2 separate regions of the Callithrix jacchus genome follow, and region 1 is linked to region 2. The links are chromatin contacts, called in public Hi-C maps. All regions are on one chromosome and are shown on one strand. The core of a region is the stretch at or near the end of the contact, and the rest is flanking DNA. Distances in the headings are between cores, read along the strand shown.

Region 1 (4,445 bases), core at 534-3,033, 120 kb before region 2:
GCAATAAAACATACGGCTACATTTAAGAGCGAGAACGAAGAGGATTAAATACACATTTGTATTCTCAATTAAAAAACGACGGTTCTATCATCTTAATTACGCCACGAAACGTAAAGAAACAAGTTTGCTATCATGCCACTTCTCGTTCCACTTTGAGAATGGAATGCAGTCATCGTTGGTCTAAGAGGGAAACAAAATGCCTGTATCAGAAGTAACGGCCCCAACCTGCCGACTAAAAATATTAACTGCGAACTGAACCCCACAGTGCAGATGTCCGACATGGAAATCGGGACGGGAACACATTTTAGGTTAGGTTCGCCAGCGTGTAAGCGCGACTCCGACGCGTGTCAGCGTCCACAGCCCAGTGTGACACCTTCCCTCGCACCATCCACCGCGCAGTCATTTTCCTTCCCCCGTGTGAACACATCAAAAGTCACCTCGGGCCCCCAACTGCCCCAGATTGTTCCCGATCGCTGCAGACGCCCCGCACCCGCAGGAACTTCCCCGCGCGGGGGGACACTGCGCCCTCGGGAGGAGACGCAGGACCGTCCAGGGCGCAGCCTCGTCCCCAGCGCAGTCTCCACTCCGGGAGCAGAGCGCGCCCTCCCCACAAGGCAGCAGCGTCGCCCGCCCGGCCCAGCCTCGTCTCGGCGCAGCCTGCTGTCCCCCAGCGCAGCGTCCCCCAGGGACAGAGGCTCCCGGCCCCGGGCGCAGCCTAATTCCCCGGGCAGCCTCGGATCTCCGGGCGCAGCCTCATCCCCAGCGCAGCCTCCGGCCCCGGGCGCAGCCTCGTCCCCAGCAGCCTCGGATCCCCGGGCGCAGCCTCGTCCCCAGCAGCCTCGGATCCCCGGGCGCAGCCTCGTCCCCAGCAGCCTCGGATCCCCGGGCGCAGCCTCGTCCCCAGCAGCCTCGGATCCCCGGGCGCAGCCTCGTCCCCAGCAGCCTCGGATCCCCGGGCGCAGCCTCGTCCCCAGCAGCCTCGGATCCCCGGGCGCAGCCTCGTCCCCAGCAGCCTCGGATCCCCGGGCGCAGCCTCGTCCCCAGCAGCCTCCGGCCCCGGGCGCAGCCTCGTCCCCAGCAGCCTCCGGCCCCGGGCGCAGCCTCGTCCCCAGCGCAGCCTCCGGCCCCGGGCGCAGCCTCGTCCCCAGCAGCCTCCGGCCCCGGGCGCAGCCTCGTCCCCAGCAGCCTCGGATCTCCGGGGCACCGCGTCCTCTCCCCGGAACGCAGCCTGGGTCGCCAGGGCGCAGCCTCGTCCCGGCGCACCTCCCTCCCCGCGGCGCGGTGCATCCCACGCGGACTCGGCGCCCGCAGGAAGGGACGCGGGGCCGCCCGGGACGCAGCCTCCTCCCGGGCGAAACGCTCCAGCAGACGGGCGCCCCGGGAGGGTGGATGCCGGGCGGTGTCAGGGCAGCCTCGCCGCCCCGCGGGCGCCCTCCGCTCCCGGGACGGCCCGCAGCCTGGGCCCCGCCGCCAGCCCCTGCCCGGCGCTTACATAAACGCCGCCGCCGCGGGGTCCGGAGCCTCCGCGCCCGCCCTCACCTCAGCCGCGCCGCGCCTGGTCCTCCACAAGCGCGCCCCAGGCTCCCGCCGCAGTCCTGGGCCGGGCGGCTCTCCGCCTCGTAGGCTGTGAGCTGCGGCGCGGCGTGGCTCTGGCCTCGCGCGGCCCGGAGCCCCGGCCGCCGACCCGGCCGCTCGGCAGCAGCCGCCGCCGCCGCAGCCGCCGCAGCCAGGGCCGCCTCAGCCAGGGCCGCCTCAGCGCCTCAGCCCAGCCACTGGCGGCTCCGCCCCCTCCCCGCCCCCGCCCGCCGGGCGCGCGCGCGCCGAGGGGCGGGGCCGGCGCCGCGACGCCGGACGTGCGCGCGCATGCGCGCCTGCTTGTCGCGGTCAGTCGGGGCTGTGGCGTCTCCCTCGGGACCAGCTGCAGCGGGCGAGCGTGGGGCCGGGACCCTGCCCGCGTTCGAGTCCTCCTCTGGGTGCGCGGCTGCTGCGTTTGGGGGACGGGGTCTCACTGTCGCCCAGGCTGGAGCGCGGTGGCCGGATCTCGGCTCCTGCAGCCTTGACCTCCCGAGCTCACGCGATCCTGCCGCCCCAGCCTCTTCGGTGGCGGGGACCGCAGGCGCCCCGCGCCCGGCTACTGGCGTTTGCGTTTGTGGAGGTGGCGTCCGGAGCTGCCCAGGCTCCCTGCTCCGGGGCCCACGCGCTCCTCCCCGCAGCTGGCGCCGCCCCTGCTTCCCCGACTCCCTGAGGTGTCTGCGACGCGCGGGGCCCGCCCCGCATTGGGTCAGAGCCGGCGGCCGGCGGGGGTCGCAGGCCAGGACCGCGGAGGCGGCGCCCTCGTCTCCGGTTTGTCCGCACTGACACCAGCAGCAGCTCCCACTTACGTCTGGGGGTCGGTGGTTTTGTTTGGCTGATTTTTTTTTAGGTTGATAGTAAAAGCATTTTAAAGGTTTTTTTTTTTTTATTTTTGTTTTTTACAGCATATGCAATAGACTCACTGCCCGATTTATCTGCATTTACTGACTTCCACAGTTATACCAAGAAATGTTTACACGGATGATGATAAGCACATGTGCAAATGCAGCGTTTTCACCGACCCGGGTAACCAACTCCCGGCTGCAGTTCTCTGCACGGAGATGAGGCTTGATGGGGAAACTCCGCAGCGACCTGAGCCTAGAGGAGCAGCTGGGCACGGTGGGCAGAGCCCGGTGTGGACAGGCGCTGGGTCCTGCACCTGGCTGGGGGGAGCTGCAGGCGCCAGGGTCAAGTTGAGGGTGTGCTAGTCCTGGCCTCCGGCCTCAGGTGGCCCACTCTGCCCTCTGCCTGTTTCCTCCCTTGTAAAGTGGGGAGGAACGGACCATCACAAGCCAGGGTTGGTGGCACATGCTGTGGTCTCAGCCACTCAGGAGGCTGCGCCTGGAGGGTCACTTGTGTCCCAGAGCTGCGCTCCAGCCTGGGCAACGCTGAGACTCGGGCTCTGAAAACCCACAAAACGTATAAGATGAACGCAGATAAACGATGGGAGCCTGGTATGTGGTGAGCACGCTGCAGGTGGCAGCCTGGAACCCAGGACAGGTCACTGCCTGGTGGAAAACAAGCCTGTCTTTGGGGCCAGCCAGCTAACAAGTGAGCGTTTCACCCCATCTGAAGGCAAAGTACCCAAATGGGCAACCGTGGACAGCTAAGTAAAAATGAGGACTCCTGGGATGCCTTCTCGGGACACATTCTTAATAAACAGATACGTGCATGAGGACATTGTGTGTATTTCTATGCAGCAGACCACCCCAAACCTCAGTGAGCAAAAACCTGTCTTCACTGCTCATGACCCTGTGGGCCTGCAGCTTGAGCTGGTTCAGCTGGGACGGCTTCCCTCGGCCCCACGAGGTGACCACTGGGCCTACTTATCCGCAGAGGCCCCCGGCAGATCCGGGCCATGTGTCACCAGTCCCTACAGGCTGGCCGGGCCTCCTTCCCGGCAGGTCTCCATCGGCAGCGAGAGAAAGCAAATCCCTGTGGTGTTTCCATCCATCTCCCCAGGAGAAGCAGGTGAGATGGCCTGGGCCTGAGTAGATGTGAGGGACTGCACGGGGGACAGGCGGAGGGAAGCATGGCCTATGGGGGCGGTCACTGTGGCAGTCTTCTGCAGGCCTTCACTTAGGTAACACTGGGTGTGGGGAACACAAGGTAATCCCCAGAAGGGAGGCTGCTTATGCAAGTTTCAACTTGTCCTCTTTCTCCCTCCAGAGCAGCAGAAAGCGGATGGTGGCCAAGGCCGGGACCCTCTGCTGTTCCCACAGGCCTCTCCAGAGGCTCTGCAGGACCAGCCAGCAGCCTCAACTGGTCCCTTCCTGTTCCACACCCTCAGATGCCATCCTCTCCACAGAGATGGTTTCTGCCATGGTGCTCTCCCTAACTTGGAAGAATGGCACTCCCCTTGGGCTGATGTCAGGGAGAACAGCAGTTTCCAGTCGCCTGGGCCCAGGACAGGGTGTTCCCAGCTGTCGTGAAGCATGGAGCTTCAGGATGCCCATTTGGGTGCCTCTGAGATGAGGTGCTTTGAGAAGGAATCCTGCAGTCTCCTGAGGAGGTCCAAAGAAATTTTGAGGATATCTCAGCCATCTGTTCCCTGTTCACTGTGGAAGTCGAACACCAGGGCTCCTGGAGGGGCCCTGGGTCTCCACAGAAGCGCTGGCAGCCACCATCTACTTAATGGACTTCCGTGCCTGCCCCACCTCTGTTCTGTTGTTTACTCTCTCCTTTGTGGGAATTGTGGAATAAACAATCACTTTGGTGTCCGGGAAAATAAACCTGATGCTCGAGGGCTTGAGTGCAGGAATCCAGCGAGGCTCCCTCTGTGCACCCCAGGGTGCGGAGTTAGGTTTTGCATAAGCATGTGACACGTCAGCCGCTGTGAAACATGGTCTACACAGCACCAAAAACCCATTTGG
Region 2 (4,216 bases), core at 1,609-4,108:
GGAGGCACGGCCCTGCGGGGTCACAGGGAGGAGCTGCGGAGGGCACTCTGCTCCTTGCTGGTGAGTGATCTGAGGGAGGAGCCTGGCAGCCCACAGCTCTCATGGCCGACCCAGCCTGCCTGCCTGCCTGCCCGCCCACCCGCCTGCCCACCTGCCTGCCCGCCTGCCCTGCTGGCCCAGGACCTCCCTGCAGAGCTTGTGTGCTCACTGCTCGGAGACGCTCAGGAACGCGGGCTCTGTTTTGGTCAGTTCGCAATCCTCCAAGTTAGCCCCTTTCACAGGTGAGAAAGCTGAGGCTCCGAGGGCACAGAGGCTTGCCCAGGTCATGGGGCCATGCTGTGGGCAGGATGTGAAAGCGCTATGGCAGTTGGCCCACTGGATGTGACCACCCTTTCCGGCCGCGGAGGCTCAGTGGCGGAGCAGCCTTGGGCGGGGCCCGGCCGGCACTTCCCCTGTCCCCCGGGACCACACAGCTAAAGGGGTCCTGGAGACATAGGATTTGGAAGTTTATTCCCCAAAATAAACTGTAAACCAAGGTGTGGATACAGGTATAGCTTCTCAGAGTGCCAAGAAAATGCACACAGCCCACACTGCAGAGCTTGGAGCCTCCCAGGCCCCTGAGGACCACCCTGCCCCCAACGAGCAGCCACGCACTCCAGGGTGACGTCAGCTGGGCCTGCCCCACATTAACCCCAGCTGACTAACAGCTGGACAAAGATGGCCAGTCCGTGTTGGCAGAAACCGCCGTGTGGACGCAGGCCAAACTGGAGGGCCCTGTAGAGGCCTTGGCGGTGCCAGCTGACACGTGAGACAGCTCTGTGCCTCCCCTTCTCTGGGGACAGCCACAGTTCACACAGTGCCCAGACAGACTGGGGAAAGCCAGAGGGGATGTTGCCCTCGGCCACTGCGGCACTTCCTGCCCCTTGTTGCAAAGGCGGGGCCCAGGACAGGGGGCAAGGACTATACCCTGGGCAGCAGGAGTCCAGATGCAGGATGGAGGGGCTCTCTGCTGGCCACGGAGCCTGTCAGAGCCTCCACATCATCAGCTGAGTGGGTGGGAAGCGCTGTGGGCTGAATATCCGTCCCTCCAAAACTCAGGTTGAAACTCAGTTCCCAATGTGTCATCACTGAAAGATGGGACCGTTATGGGCTGACTGGGTCATGAAGACTCTGCCCATAGGTATGAATTAATTCATTCACAGATTCATGGATTACTGGGTGAAAGGACTCACGTTTATCAGGGGAAGGGGACGGTGGCTTTATAAGAGGAGGAGGAGGAGAGACCCAGGTGGGCACACTCAGCTCCCTCAACGCGGGATGCCCGGCGTGGGTTTGGGCCTCAGCAGAGCCGCCAGCGGCCGGAAGGCTGGCACCAGATGCAACCCCTTGACTCTAGACTTCTCAGCCTCCAGAACCTAAGAGATTGTCAATTCCTTTTTAAAATGAATTATCCACTTTCAGGTATTCTCTTACAAGCAACAGAAAATATACTAAGACAGATGGGACTGTATGGCTTTCGGTGTGAAGTGAGTTTAGGACATGTATCCAGAGACTACTGTCACCTCCTAGAAAGTCTTGTAACCCCAGGGAAAGAGGCTGCCTCTCAGGGAGCCCCAGAAAGTGAATCCACAGGTGCCCCTTGTGCTTGGTCCCCTCAGAGCCCAGGCCCCTGCCCGGCAGGTGGGGAAAGGAGCCTCATTTGCTCGGGGGACGGGTGGGGGTAGGGCAAGCCTGCAGGGCTGTGCAGGTGGGGACAGATGGAGAGGGCACTCACTGGGTGCTGTATCTCTGACTCCAGTTTCCTCTGAAACAGAGTGGACTCACGGACACCCCCAATTCCTCGGTCTTAACTGATTTCCTGAGACAGTTCAGCCTCAGACGCGTTCTCCCCAGAACACATCCATACAAGACGTGTCTCCCGATTTCTCTTTAATGCAGACCTTCCTGTCTGCATTAAAGAGAAATCCAGCAAACCCACCGTGTCCAACAAACCCACCGTGTCTAAGGAAAAACAAAGCAGAAGCAGCTCTGCCTGGAGAAGGGCAGTCACTGTGCTTGGCGTCACAGACTTCACGTCAGGAGCTGGTGTGGAGCCTCCCAGGGCTCCCGCGGGATTTAACCCCCTCCCACAGCTTCCTGATGAGCCCGGGCTGACCTACTTTCCGTCGCAGCATCCCCGACCTCTGGCTCCAAACACAAAGGGGAGGGGCTCACGCTGCAGCTTTCTATGGTCTTCAAATAGTTTCAAAAGAAAAATGAATCTAAGACCAGTGGAAACTGACCCGAACAGTGACCTGTCTTGCGTCGGAATGAAGAAAACGAGGCCCGGGCGCAGGCCCGGTCAGGAACGCAGCACAGTGACCCTTCCCGGCTCTGGCCCCAGGGAGCTCCCTGGCCCCATTGCCATGACACCAAGAAAACAGGAACCAAACATGCCGCTTCCTGCAGGAGGAGAGGGCTTGGAATGCTGAAGCCGGGGCAGAGACTGCCTGGAACTGCTGGCGGTGGCCCCACGGCCCCCTGCTCCCGCCACTTTCTGGGCCCAAGGCGCCCTCGGTGAAATGCCCTGGCACAGGTTCATGCCTGCTCCCACTTCCCGCCTCTGGATGGCCTGATGGGTTCACTGAGACAGAATTGGTGCCACAGGCTATAGAGGGTGCTCGCCCTGCGTGCCCTGCTCCTCTCAACCCCGCAGGCCCAGGGCACCCCACCCTGTGATGGGAACAGTGGGAAGTCAGCTGGAGCTGCTCCGGTTTCTAAGTTGACAAGGCACACAGCCAAGACAGTCCACCACAGCTCTCCCGGGTGCTGCGGAAGCGCAGGGAGCAGGAGATGCCCCATGGGTGCAGCAGAAATGCCAGCTTGGAGGAGGGCTGGGCTGGGAGTGCAGACACCAGGCCTCAAGTGAGGGTGTCTGGAGCCGCCCCTGTCCTGGGCCTTACCCCAAACCCAGATCCCAGCAGTGCCAGCACTACAGTCCCAGTGGCTATGGGGAGGGGAAGGTCACCAACCATGTCTGACTAGTGACGAAGGGACGGCAGCAACGGCCACACCTGAGGCAGGTGGCCCCAGCCTGAGCTCACACAGGGGCCTGAAGTCCAACTGGGCATCAGGAATAGCAAGCCCAAACTGATGGTAAAAACACAACCTCACATGCTTGGCCAGCTGGTCGAGCTGACGCTGCAAAGTCAGAAGGGCGGAGGTGGCTGTGAGCTCGGCATTCCCCGTTGGGCACAGAGAGGCTTCTTGCCCCGTGCCCTGTGCCCTGTCCGCTTTACCCCAGGCCACCTGCTGCACGGGCAGCTCAGACATCGCCATTCCTTCTGGCTGCTCAGTCCACAGCTCAAAAGCGTCAGGGAGGACCGCTAAGTTCCCATTAAACTGAACCTCACAGAACCCCAGACAGGGGCTGAGACAGGAAATCCCTCATTTCCCTCCAAGACAGAGCCCAGGCCTCCCCATGGGGGAATATGCCGTGACTGCCATCCACTCCTCACACTTGCAGAACGCTCCGGGCCACCCATTGCTACTGGCAGTGAACAGGCTTAGAGGGTGAAAGACGAGGCCTCGGGGTATGGGCGGCTCCTGCGATCTCCAGCCTGGGGCCAGCCAGTGGTCCCCAGGGTGCTCTCGGCTGCCACAGCACCTATACCTGAGCTGGACTGCAAGATGCAGGGCAGATGCATGATGGAGATGAAGACAAGGAGGATGAGGAGAAGCCGTGCCCTTGCCTGAGCCTCAGGAGTCCAGGATGCAGCTGCCACAGAGCCGGCCTGCAGAGAGGCGCCAAGCTCACACGCACCGTGTGGGGACCTCCCTGGGAGGCACATGAGGAGGACTCCAGAGCTGTTCCAGGAACAGCCAACCCTTGACCCTGAAAGACCCCACCTCGGCCCTGCCCTCAGGAGTGACCAGAAACCAGCCCTGAGCCGACTGGTCACAGAGCACTGGGGGTGGCTTTGCTCTCTGGAGCACCGGCTGGCCGGGCAGAAACCTGCAGCTTGGGCTGAATGGCCCCGCAAAGAGAGAGGGATGGGTGACACTTAGGTACAGGCTGCCTAAAAACCCATGACAGGAAAAGCGCAGGTGAGACGCTGCCGCCCGGGAGCCAGGGCATGCGCTCTGCAGCTGCAATTCCGGAGATGTGGGCAAGCAGACCGACCCGCCAGAGCCACAGCCTTCTCCGCTGCCACAGTGCTGCCAGCGCTCTCTGCTC

The links. Hi-C and Micro-C count contacts between places; a contact is called where the count stands out from the background.
Region 1: a Hi-C map of skeletal muscle shows a contact between it and region 2, with 2.6 times the contacts expected there. The contact joins the promoter of ADARB1 here to the enhancer-like site in region 2. A contact is called at or near these places in 2 of 3 Hi-C or Micro-C datasets (both in skeletal muscle).

Annotation. Positions count from the first base shown.
Region 1 is chr21:50,731,338-50,735,782 of calJac240_pri, reverse strand. It overlaps ADARB1 (adenosine deaminase RNA specific B1), which reads right to left and starts at 1,783. Exons shown (of 11, transcript XM_078358783.1): 1 at 1,540-1,783. It overlaps LOC144580695 (a long non-coding RNA gene), which reads left to right and starts at 1,874. Exons shown (of 3, transcript XR_013530691.1): 1 at 1,874-3,543; 2 at 3,742-4,445.
Region 2 is chr21:50,616,798-50,621,013 of calJac240_pri, reverse strand. All of the region lies in intron 2 of SLX9 (SLX9 ribosome biogenesis factor), which reads right to left. Among named protein-coding and RNA genes, the nearest start is that of SLX9, 21 kb to the right of the region's middle. Within about 2 kb of position 2,858, at least 9 of the 16 cell types and tissues checked have an H3K27ac peak or open chromatin away from gene starts, as enhancers often do. A contact at or near this core is called in skeletal muscle, where this site is marked.